Regions from separate parts of the Ovis aries genome. Here regions 1 and 3 are each linked to region 2. The links are chromatin contacts, called in public Hi-C maps. All regions are on one chromosome and are shown on one strand. Each heading gives the region's core, a stretch centred on a gene start, on an enhancer-like site or on the middle of the called end of the contact. The rest is flanking DNA. Distances are from core to core; before and after follow the strand shown.

Region 1 (4,085 bases), core at 224-2,723, 36 kb after region 2:
TCAAATTCATAAGCCCAAATTTATTTCCTTCTGTGCCAAATGCACTGAGGGAATGTGAAAAAAAAAAAAAAGCAGACAAAATCAGGAAGGGCTGGGACAGAACTTAGGATGTTTCCACAAAATGCCAATTTAAAAGTGCTTGGTTGGTCTTCCCTGGTGGCACAGTGGATAAGAATGTGCCTGCCGCTGCAGGGGACACAGGTTCGACCCCTGGTCCAGCAAGATTTCACATGCCACGGAGCAACTAAGCTCATGTGCCACAACTACGGAAGCCCATGTGCCCTAGAGATTGGGCTGCACAACAAGAGAAGCCCCCACAATGAGAAGCGCTCGCACCTCAAGAGAAGCCCCTGCTCGCTGCCACTACAGAAAGACCTAGCAGCAACAAAGACCCAGTGCAACCCCCTCAAAAAAGAAAATAAAAATAAAAGGGCTTAATAATGCTCCTGGACATTTGGCAAGTTCAGAGCGAATAAAATGACCAGCTTCACCCCCTGGGTTGTTCATTTATGGAACTAAAGATGTTGAACGGAATGAAGATACAACTTTTCTAAGAAAGACTTGAATAATTGCAGTATACGCCTATAACGGATTGAAAAAGAAAGCAAGAATCTTTGTAGGGACATATTCAAGGTTAACTCAAGGAGAAAAACTGAACCTTGGGACACTACGTCCCTAGGAGCCCTGTGAGAAAATGAACACAGCAAGCCCCTGGGGGCTGCCTGCTCCCACCATCGCCTTTCAGACAATGCTTGTTACAAGCGTCCTAAGGGAGCACCAGCGATGGGTCCTGCAGGAACTGCCCAGTTCGAAAACGGAGACAACGGGCCCCAGTAGTAGCAAAGAGCAGTGGAAATCTACCTGTACTTCCCTGTCTTTCATCTCTAGGACCCCTGGCTCGGATTCTTTACGTGTGAGCCCCGGAGGCGTTCACCTCCAGGAGGACAGGGACAAGGGGTGGAGGATTTCCGGGAAGCTAAAGGCAAAACACGTGGGGACTGCACAGGGGTGGGTACCTCCTGTAAGCTGGGACTGCTGTAATGCGCCTGAGCACGTCTACACATCCATACTCAACAACGATACACTGCACACTTAGTACACCCACACCCACACCCAACCGTACACCCTTCCCCCCGCCGACCTCCCACGCCCCTGCTGCGGGTGAGCAGCGGATTTCCGGAAAGGGGGGAGTGCAGTCCCCTAGAAAACTGAGGGCGTGGCACCCACCCTGGTGGCGCCTGCTGCCTCCTCTCTGGGGGTCCAGGGAGCTGGGGGAACTGGACGAAGGGACCGCGCGCGGGAGAAGAGCCGGGTCCAGCCCAGCGGGCTGCCGAGCTGAGGGCGCGGTAGGGAAGTGAGCGACCCGCGCTGGCCCCGCCCCCCGGCCGCCGGCCCCGCCCCCGCTGCGGCGGGCGAGAGGAGGGGCGTGGCGGGCGCGGCCTATATAAGGCGAGGGGCGGGCGCCGCTCTTTTGTCTTTTGCTGCAGCAACGCGAGCGGGTGCCCCGGGACCGCGGTCTGGAAGCGGAACTTCTCGGTGAGCGGCGTCCTGGGGCGGAGGCCCAGTCGGGTGGGGTCAGAGCGGGTTTTCTTGGCGGGTGCGCGACGGCCTCGTCGGGCGCCTTTTCCCGACGGGACGCCGGGGCGGGCGGGCCACACCCTGGGGCTGCGGAGCCGGGTGCGGGACGCGCCCAGATCCTCGGCCTCCGGACTGTCGGGAACGCCCCAGCCCGAGTGCCACGTCGTGGAGCGGAGGCGGGGAGGGCAGAGGGGGCCGCTGGCTTCCGGCCAACCGCCTTGATTTGCCCGCTAGGATTGTTTTAAGAAAATGGCAGACAAGCCCGACATGGGGGAAATCAACAGCTTCGATAAGGCCAAGCTGAAGAAGACTGAGACGCAGGAGAAGAACACCCTGCCGACCAAAGAGAGTGAGTCCGCCCCCGCCTCCGGGTCCGCGGGCTCCGAGCCCAGTCCCCACCCCGCCCTTCCCGTTAACCCAGCCCCACACCCCATCCGGCAGTTGCTTCCCATCGGGCGGCCCCAGCCCCTGTTTCTGTTGCACAAAGCGCCTCTCTCTTCCCAGCCCCACGCCTCTTTCTTAATCCCTAGACCTCGTGGGTGCCTTACCCAAACCAGGTTTGCAAGCGCCCCGTTTGGGTGGGTTGCCAGGGGTCCCCATCCCCCAGTGTCCAATTTCCTGCTCTCCACAGCCATTGAGCAGGAGAAGCAAGCAAAGTGAGATTTTCCGCGAACCTGGAGGATTCTCCACCGCATCATCTTGGAGACCCTAGCCGTGATGTGGAGGAAGAGCCACCTGCAAGATGTACACGAGCGACAAGCTGCACTGTGAACCCGGGCACTCCGTGCCGTCGCCACCGGCCCGCGGGTCTCTGAAGGGGACCTTCCAATCGGACTGCCAAATTTCTCCGGTTTGCCCTGGAATATTATAGAAAATTATTTGTATGATTAATGAAAATAAAACACACCTTGTGGCATGGCTGGCGTGCTCTTGTTTCTTAGTTGAGTATGCGTGGGTAGTGCCGCTGCAGCGAAGCCCGGCGGCGCGCGGGAGTCGGGAGTTCCTGCCGCAGAGCGGGGGAGGGGGTCGCAGAATGGGCTGGCTTGGAGGGGACCATCTTTTAGTTTTGGATTTACCTGTTCCTCCATAAGATTTCATAGGTTATTAGCCACTTATTCTTGCTTATAATGCAATCGATGCAAAATTTAACCCCACTTTTCAGTTCCTGGAAGCTGTCTTGGAAAATGCTTTGGCAAAAGGGCATAATTGTTTTTGATAAGCTTTTCCAGTCCCACCGCTTTTTTTTTTTTCCTCTGGACCCCTCATAATTCTGATGAACACCAGGAGAGAACAGAGAGTTCACGTCAAAGAAGAAAGGGGCGGGGGAAGACCGAATCCACAATGTTGGAAATTGGGCGAGGTCACAAAAGTCCCCCATTAGCTTTCTCTTGGGGCCTGAAAGAGGGGGCATGGGAACAGGAACAAAGGCGGGATCCAGGGAAAATGCCAGAATATCAGAACTGGAGGAACCAGCACCAGAACTAGAAGAGCTGTGGGGGACAGCCTAGCTTTTGTCTCTTAACCCGAGCTCGAAAGCGTTAGCCATTAGAGGGAGTGCTGGGCTGAGCAGCCTCGGGTGCTGTGATCAGCAGGAAGGGTGGGGATGTGGAGGGAGGGCTGGGACCGGCAGGGGCAGCAGAACCCTGCTGGGTCACACCCCTGGTCCCATTGGGAAGGGCTGGGCCAGCCCGCAGGCCTCCACGAAGGAGGAAAGCCTGATATGGTGGGCCTTTCTGAATCTTAAGGAACAGGCTTGTGATTCTGGGTTGGGGAGGAGCTTGGGGGGTGGAGTTCCTTCAAAGGAGGATGGTGGTAACACATTGTGTAGGGATTTGTCCCCTATCTGCCTGACCATTAGGCTTTCCTAGTAGCTCAGTGGTTAAGAATTCACCTGCTTATGCAGGAGATGCAGGTTCAATCCCTGAGTTGGGAAGATCCCCTGGAAGGGGGAATGGCAACCCACCCCAGTATTCTTGCTTGTAAAAATCCCCTGGACAGAGGAGCCTGGCGGGCTATATAGTCCATGAAGTGAAGTGAAGTCGCTCAATCGTGTCGGACTCCTTGTGACCTGTGGACTGTAGCCCACCAAGCTCCTGTGTCCACAGGATTCTCTAGGCAAGAATACTGGAGTGGGTTGCCATTTCCTTCTCCAGGGGATCTTCCCAACCCAGGGATCAAACCCAGGTCTCCCACATTGCAGGCAGACACTTTAACCTCTGCACCACTAGGGGAGCCTGTTATATAGTCCATAGGGGTCCCAAAGAGTCAGAAACGGCTGAGCATATGGTGCACCGCCTGACCATCAGGGGCTGGATGGTGGGTGAGGGCAGGTATTTGAAGTGTGACCCCTGTCCAAAGGGACCTTAAAATCCAGTGGGTAAGACCTCTGGGACCACAATCAGGGACACCTAGGCTGAGGGAGTCACAGCTCCTTTGACATGAAGGGGCTTGACAGTGAGACCTGTGCTATGGAGGCTAAGTGGGCCTAGGGAAGAGAAATAAGGGAC
Region 2 (4,006 bases), core at 255-2,754:
GCCTTCCTACGTCCCTAGCCCAGGGTGTTATAGGAACACAGTGTGGCTTCCTGGGCAACCCGTTCGCCAGGAATGGCTCAGTGAGGTCACCCTCTTCCTCGCTGTGGTTAGGACAATGAATAAAGTCACGCGACCTCTGATGCTGCGCAGGAATCAAAGAAGGTGGGCTTCCGAGGGCGCAAGGTCTACGACCACCCACCACACCAGGGCTCCACAGAGACTGAAACCACAAACTCGCAAAATTCAACTTCCACACCGCTCATAAGAGAGGGACTTTAGAAAGGCAGAAAATTTCGAGAGTAAGAAAATTGATCATGAAAAGGGAGCGCTCTCCTCGAAAGAGGTCCAGAGCCGGAGACGCCAGACCTACGGGGTTTCCGCTCGGCTTCTGCTCCAATAGGGCTGGGGAGGCCCGAGCAGGTGACTGGGCCTCTCTCACCTAGGTTCCCCTCACCGCAAAACGCGTTCTAACGAGGCGCACAGTGCGTGTCAGACCCGGTCTATCCAGGAAAGCGCTCCGTGACGTGGAGCACAAATGTCCCTCTGTGAGCCTCAGTTTCCCATATCAGTAAATTAGGGGGATGACTCCAGTTCTCCCAAATCCCTCCTAAGTTAAAGTGTGCTCAGTCGTGTTTGACTCTTTGCAACCCCACGGACTGTCCATGGAATTCTCCAGGCCAGAATACCCTTTCTCTTCTCCAGGGGATCTTCCTGACCCAGGAATCGAACCGGAGTCTCCAGCATTGCGGGCGGATTCTTTACCAGCTGAGCTATCAGGGAAGCTCCAAATCTCTCCTAATTCAGGCACTGAATAGACAAAGGTTAAATCAAGCTGTTGCTGCGGGCTTGTTACCATTCCTTAAGAGCAGAAATGAAACTCTAGGGAAGAGCGGGCAGCTCAAACCTCAAAGAAAATGAGCCCAAGTTCCGGGCCCACCGGGTCTTCGCGGGTTCGAGCCCGAATCTCCAGCGAAGCAGGCTGGCGAGACTCAGGAGTTCTGGCCCGAGACCTTTCGGTTGACAAACGGCTGGGCCGTGGGACAGAGTCTCATGTGGCCGGAAGGCTGCGCCCCCGCCGGAAAGGGGAACCGGGGGTCGCGGCGAGAAGTGCGAGCTAGGAGGCACCGCCAAGGCAGGTGGGAGTCTGGCCTGCTGAGTCGGATCGGGGTCCGAGAGCGCGGAGTTTGGCGAGGATGGGAGGTAACCACCCCACCCCCCGGGAGGTGCCAGGAGGCTGCAGCGTCCGCGCCTACTGCGCGCCTTGTTTGGGGGTTGGAGCTCGCGGTTGGCAGAGGCGGGCTCGCGGCGCGGAGGGGCTGAGCTCACGGGCCGGAGGCAGAGGGTCCGCAGCAGGAACCAGCTCCAGGGACTCCTCTCGGCGACTCCGAGGCCCGGGACGCAGAGGCAAGGAAGGACTCAGCAGCGGCTGCCCATCCCAACTAGTCGGCGACCTAGAGGCTGCGGACTCTCTGAGCGCCGTCCGTGGCGCACTGGAGATCCGGGGAGCCTCTCGCCGGCTCCCTTCAGGGTTGGCGCGGCCGCCTCTGGGCGGGGCTGGAGCGAGCCGGGTGGCTGCCACGAGGGGCTAAATCCCGACCCCACTCAACCGCTCTGCGGCCCACCAGCCCCGCGCGGAGTCGGTCTCGGGAGCTCTGGCCGGGCTTCTCCCGCCCAAACCCAGCCCTGGCCGCCCGACACTTTGTGAGCCGGATAGAAGGGAGAAGTGAGACTCCAGGACTGTCTTCTAAATTCGAACGAAAATCGTACTGCCTCCTGTCCTGTCTGCGTTCCTACTGCCAATCCTGAGGGTGACTCTTGTTGGAAAGAAATAGACCAAAGAAATAAATGAAAGGCTGTTTTTAAAGGCAAGTTCATTTAAACGAAGGGAATCGCGCGGAAGTCTTGTGTGTGTGTAAAAGAGGGGAATAATCAGTGTGTGCATTCACTTAAAACCCGGAACCACGAAAGCCAGCAAGCACTCCATTAAGTGCTTTCTTAAGGGATTTGGAGGGGTAATAAAAAGGATTACTGCAAAGATTAAATGATTAATTTAGGAAAAGCACCTCCGCAGAGCTTCCCAGATGACGTTAGTGGTAAAGGAGAAGATGCCAGAGACACAGATTCAATCCCTGGTTCGGAAAGAACGCCTGGAGGAGGGCATAGCATTCTCCTGGAGAATCCTGTGGACAGAGGCCGTTCAGGCCACAGTCCATGAGGTCGCAAAGAGTCGGACGCGACTGAGCGACTTAGCAAGAACGCAGACGCACACAGTAGGTCTGCAAATTTTCCACTCCAAACTCCCCACGGGGCTTTTAACAGCAGGGGCCCTGGAGGGAAAAAAAAATTATAAAAGCAACTGGCCTTTCCCACCTCCCACCCAAGGCCTGAGGGTACTCCACCTCCCTTGACAGCCCAGACTCCTGCTTGATTAACTTCCTAGTGTTGTTTAATGGCGCATTCATAGGCAGGGGATCTTAATTGTTTTAATTCCCTGTCCTCTACGTGCGTTTGGGAAATCTGATGGAAATTTAGAATGGGGGTCGAGGAGAGGGTAGCCCTGATTTGCACACAATGAGAGGAGTTTTCTTAGCCTCAGGTTCCCACCTACAGTACTTCCAATTAAGCGGGGGAGGGGGCTTGTTTTGGCGTTCTCTGTTTTGTTTTGTTTGGGGGATAGCCTCACCCGTGTGGCAAGCTTTGTCTTAGTTCCTCAGCCAGGAATATAACCCTAACACCCTACATTAGAAGCCCGGAGTCCTTACCACCAGGGGAGTCCCCCAGAAACCCAGCTTTTAAAGGACAGGTGTTTCAAACTTTGATTCCACGGGGATTTCGGCTTAGGAATTGTGCGTGTGTGTGTTTGTGCGTGTATAATCTCTAACTTCCCTGATCTAAAAGTGAGGATTTACTTTCTAGAATTGACTTCTCCTGTCTTGAAATGATGCCTTCCTTTCAGCCCCAGGCTATTTTTTGGTCCCCAAGCCGACCCAGAAGGCAGCCTGTCCCAATTTTCAAGGTGACAGCGCCGCCACCTACTGGCAAAAAAAGTTCTCTCTGGTTGTGAGGTACAAGCATCAGGAACCCCTAAGGAAGGAATTAGCTATTATTTCATACTCTTTCCCCCACTCCAAATGAATTCTCATCCAATGTGCAGAGACTAGAAGGAAGAGGGAGGGGAATAATGTGTCAGAAAACATAATTGAGCTTGTTAATTTCCTCTTGTCTCTTTTCTGAGTGAAAGTGAAAGTTTTAGTCATTCTGTCCAGTGCGACTCTTTGTGACCCCATGGACTGTAGCCAGACAGGCTCCTCTGTCCTCGGGATTTCCCAAGCAAACATACAGGAGTGGGTAGCCATCCCCTGCCCCAGAATATCTTCCCCATCCAGGGATCGAGCCTGGGTCTCCTGCATTGTAGGCAGATTCTTTACATCTGAGCCACCAGGGAAGCCCAGTCTCTTTGGAAAAGAAAAGTCTCTTCTCTATTCCTTTGATTTCTACTCTTACCTTTATTATGTCCTTCCTATACTTACTTTGGATTTACTTTTCTTTTTCTGTTAATAACTTCTTAAGGTGGAACCTTAGATCATTGACTTTTTAAAAATATTTATTTGGCTGCTCAGAGTCTTGGTTGCAACATGTGGGATCTAGGTCCCTGACCAGGGATGAAACTGGGTCCCCTGCATTGGGAGTGTAGAGAGTCCTGGCCACTGGACCACCAGGAAGTCCAGATCATTGGCTTTTAAACTTTCTCCTTTTCTAATACAATTATTTACAGCTATCAATTTCCCTTGAAGCACTACTCTAGCTGCATCGCACAGATTTTGAAAAGGTTTATTGTCGTTACCATGATGTTGGGAATACTTTCTAATTTCCTTGTTGATTTTTTTTTTTGATCGTGCATAGTTTAGCAGAATGTTATTTAATTTCCAAGTTATGGGTTTTTCCTAGATATTTTGTTGTTGTTGATTTCCAATCTAACTCCTTTATAATCAGAGAACAAACTAAG
Region 3 (3,569 bases), core at 311-2,810, 52 kb before region 2:
CCTTCCCCCCAGCAACCATAAGTTCCATAATATAAGTGATTTTCTGAGTGCTAACTATAGACCCTGCTAAATAGTTCACTTCTGTGCTCATTTAATCCTCTCAACATCCTGAAGTAGTAACTATTTTTAAATCTATTTTTAAAAAGAAGAAAATGAGGGGAAAGGAAGTTAAATAACTTGCTTACGATCACAAAGCTTAGTAAACCAAAGTGTCCCCACAAAGTGCGTGAACGGAAACAGTTCAACACCAGAACTTGAGATCTTCACCACCATGCTGTACACGAGGTATGCTGCATAACTGACTTCTGTCACATGGTCTAATTTAAATTATTAGGCTTACGGTAAAGACCTAAGAATCTGAAACTGGAAAGAAGAGAGGGAGGGTAGGAAGGAGGGAGAGAGAGAGAGACAAGAGGGAGAAAAGAGGGAAAGAGGAAGGCAGAAAAGGAGACAGAAGGAAGGGCACACAAAAGCTTTTTTCATCCGGGTAAGTGCAGAAAGCACACTATATCTAGAAAACAGAAGATGTTACACAGAAGAAATTTTGAACTAGCGATAATTTCAATACTTGGGTTATAATTGGTTTTAAAACCTGTGAGTATATTTTGAGTTTATTTCCTTTCAGTTTATCATTTTATGCAATCAGTTGTTTTATATATAAAGTTATTGCATGCTCAGTCTCTCATGCCTGACTTTGCTACTCCATGGACTATAGCCGGCCAGGCTCCTCTGCCCATGGAATTTTCCAGGCAAGAATACTGGAGTGGTTTCCCATTCCCTTCTCCAGGGGATCTTCCCCACCCAGCCATCAAACCAACCTCTCCTGTCTTTCCTGCATTGGCAGGTAGATTCTTTAACACTGCACCACCTGGGGATCCCTATATATAAAATTACTATATATATATATATATATATATATATATGTAAGTATTATATATAAAATTTAGTATCGTACACTTTTTGTGTGACAGTATAAGCATTTCACCAGAGTATGGAGTCCTTAGCATCACACTACATGCCATCATTTAATTAAACAATCATGAATACACCATCAAGAGCATCCAGGAGCAGAAAGTTCTTTCTATTTTCTAATTATTTCCTTAGTATAGATTCCTAAGACCAGGCCTACTGAGTCAATGGGCATGAACCAGTCAAAAGATTGTTACTTCTCTTTTTTCTAAAAACTTCTTTTAACTTGTGCTTTTTTTTTTTAGTAAAAATTTAATTCTCCATTAAAACAAATTCAATACACATTAAGTGGTAACACAGACAATCTCCCAAAGCCAGTTTTATACAGAAGCTCCATCTCTGATGCAATCTGTGCCTCTATACTGATACCCCCAGTGGAGCACCAGTGCAGACAGGCTGCTGTGGCCGCGCACGCGCGCTGCTGCCTCCGCCTGGGAGGCTCTTTCTACCCTCCTCCCTGTGACAAATAACACTCTTGTCCTTTGGAAATCGAAAAGGGAGCCTCCTCCTCAGGAAGCCACGGTCCTGCGGGCACTCCGGGGCACAGTGAGACCGTCCCCTCTTTGCCCGGAGCATCCTGCGACTATTCCATCACAGCACTAATGGCAGCGCCCTGTTTTGTCACCCCACGTGCAGCAATCACGCCCTACTCACCTCTCTATTCTCCCCATCTGGCACACAGGACCTGACATACTGTAAACATTCAATAAATTTTGACTGAATGAATAAAATCTAGAAATGACTCTGCCAAAAACTGCAGTCTGAGATGGGTTGGAGAAAAGGAAGCTCAACGAAATTTCGCCAGCCAAGACAAACAGGAAGCATTTCCGGGAAACCCAGACCCATCAAATTTCTCAGAAAAGTAAATGGGGGTGAGGGCAGGGGAGGAATGCTGGGCCTAATGGGGGAGGGAAGAGAGTCTTACCCCCTAGAGACTCATATTTTATTTGAGCTTATCTCTCAGCCAGCTTTGGGACATCTGCATTTGGGTTTATTCCTTAAATGCTTGTCCTGACCAAGCCTGAAAGCTCTTAAACTCCCATTTTCTCCCCTGGTATACGTCAGGATAGGGGCCTCCCAGGTGGCACAGTGGTAAAGAATCCACTTGCCAATGCAGGAGACACAAGGGATGCAGGTTTGATTCCTGGGTCAGGAAGATCCCCTGGAGTAGGAAATGGCAACCTGCTCCAGTATTCTTACCTGGAAAATTGGGTAAGCTATGTCTCAGTAATAAATTAAACCTGAAGTCTCAGTGGCTTAACAGATAATATATAGCTTGCTCACACAATCTGAGTGAGTTAGCGGCTCTTTCATCCATCTAGTCCCTTGGGAATCCAGTTCTGTTTATCTTGTGACACTGCCGTCCCGATAGATGGTTTCCATGGGGTGCTATGGGGTGGATATGGCAGGTGACCTACAGTTTGCCTGAATTCCCACAATTCATTGACTAGAAGCAGTCACATGGTCTTGCCTAATCCTTAAGGGTGCTGGGAAATGTATTCTTTCCATTTGCAGAGGAGAGAGAATGTCCTTGAGACATTAAAACAGTTGATGGGGAGCTTAGTGCATTACAGAGATTCATGATATCAGATGCATCCCTATTCAGAATTACACACAGTCCTTGGTGGAAGGACATCCAGATAGTAACCTGGCTAGTGGTGCTCATCATGAAAGTTCCCTGTCAGCCTGTGGTCCTCAAGTCACAGAAAGACTGGGGACAGCAGAGGCTGAGAACAGGGGTGGGGAGCACAGGCAAGGGAGCAAAATGCCAATCATAATCCTGGGTTAGTGTAGAATTCTGGAAATTGAGTGGATGGTCAGCAAAGCATCATCAAGAACAAGAGAGTGTAATGGATCGTGAAAGGTGTCATGAGAAATGTCAATGACCATTCTTGTGTCAACTACTGAAGAACAGAATCACAGCAGCAAGTATAGAACTAAAAGTTCCTGAAGCTCATTCATTCCTCTTCCATTCATTAATTCAGCCAATAAATTGTTACTGATGCCAACTTGATCCGAGCACTGAAGATACAGTAATGAACAAGAAAGACCATATCCTTGCCCTCCTGGGGTTTCATTTTACCTGGAAGTGGGGAGGTGATGTCAAGAAGAAGACAGGGAGGGGAGAGGAACCTGGGATATCACAGAAGGACCTCTTCCTACTAGAGGTAGTGGCCCAAAATAAACTTTCACTCAATGATGCCAGACTTGCTGGGACAATCCATCCACAGCAAGTCAAAACGCTTCCCAAGTTAGCCCTTTGCTGCTTTTCCTTGGCAGGAAGGAGATCATCTTGTGTCACCCAGCAACTCTGAGGAGGCCATACTACAAATCAGTGTACTTTAAGTAAGTGTGAACAATGAATTGGACATGTGTCTGAGTTGGTGCTAAGTCCTTCTCTTGTTCCTAAAAATATACACAAATGCCCTTTTGAATCTTTAATACAATTTTCTATAGTTATCGAGTCTTTCCTTTTAGAGCTGCTACAATGGTTCTAACTTAACCTTGGAGGCTTTTATATTGTGCTTATTTGCAGCCTAACAACTTCCGAGAGGCCTTACACATCTTACAAATTAAAAGTCAGTACAGGAAAGCTACTG

What was found. A called contact is a pair of places that touch in the nucleus more often than the background predicts.
Region 1: a Hi-C map of liver shows a contact between it and region 2, with 1.6 times the contacts expected there. The contact joins the promoter of TMSB10 here to the enhancer-like site in region 2. A contact is called at or near these places in 5 of 16 Hi-C or Micro-C datasets (blood, liver and mixed tissues).
Region 3: a Hi-C map of liver shows a contact between it and region 2, with 2.8 times the contacts expected there. The contact joins two enhancer-like sites. A contact is called at or near these places in 5 of 16 Hi-C or Micro-C datasets (blood, liver, mixed tissues and 2 more).

Annotation. Positions count from the first base shown.
Region 1 is chr3:56,768,847-56,772,931 of ARS-UI_Ramb_v3.0, forward strand. It overlaps TMSB10 (thymosin beta 10), which reads left to right and starts at 1,474. Exons shown (of 3, transcript XM_027966724.3): 1 at 1,474-1,536; 2 at 1,813-1,927; 3 at 2,210-2,494. The coding sequence starts at 1,828. The coding sequence ends at 2,238.
Region 2 is chr3:56,733,022-56,737,027 of ARS-UI_Ramb_v3.0, forward strand. No RefSeq gene overlaps it. Among named protein-coding and RNA genes, the nearest start is that of TMSB10, 35 kb to the right of the region's middle. Within about 2 kb of position 1,505, at least 14 of the 54 cell types and tissues checked have an H3K27ac peak or open chromatin away from gene starts, as enhancers often do. A contact at or near this core is called in liver, where this site is marked.
Region 3 is chr3:56,681,366-56,684,934 of ARS-UI_Ramb_v3.0, forward strand. No RefSeq gene overlaps it. Among named protein-coding and RNA genes, the nearest start is that of TMSB10, 87 kb to the right of the region's middle. Within about 2 kb of position 1,561, at least 10 of the 54 cell types and tissues checked have an H3K27ac peak or open chromatin away from gene starts, as enhancers often do. A contact at or near this core is called in liver, where this site is marked.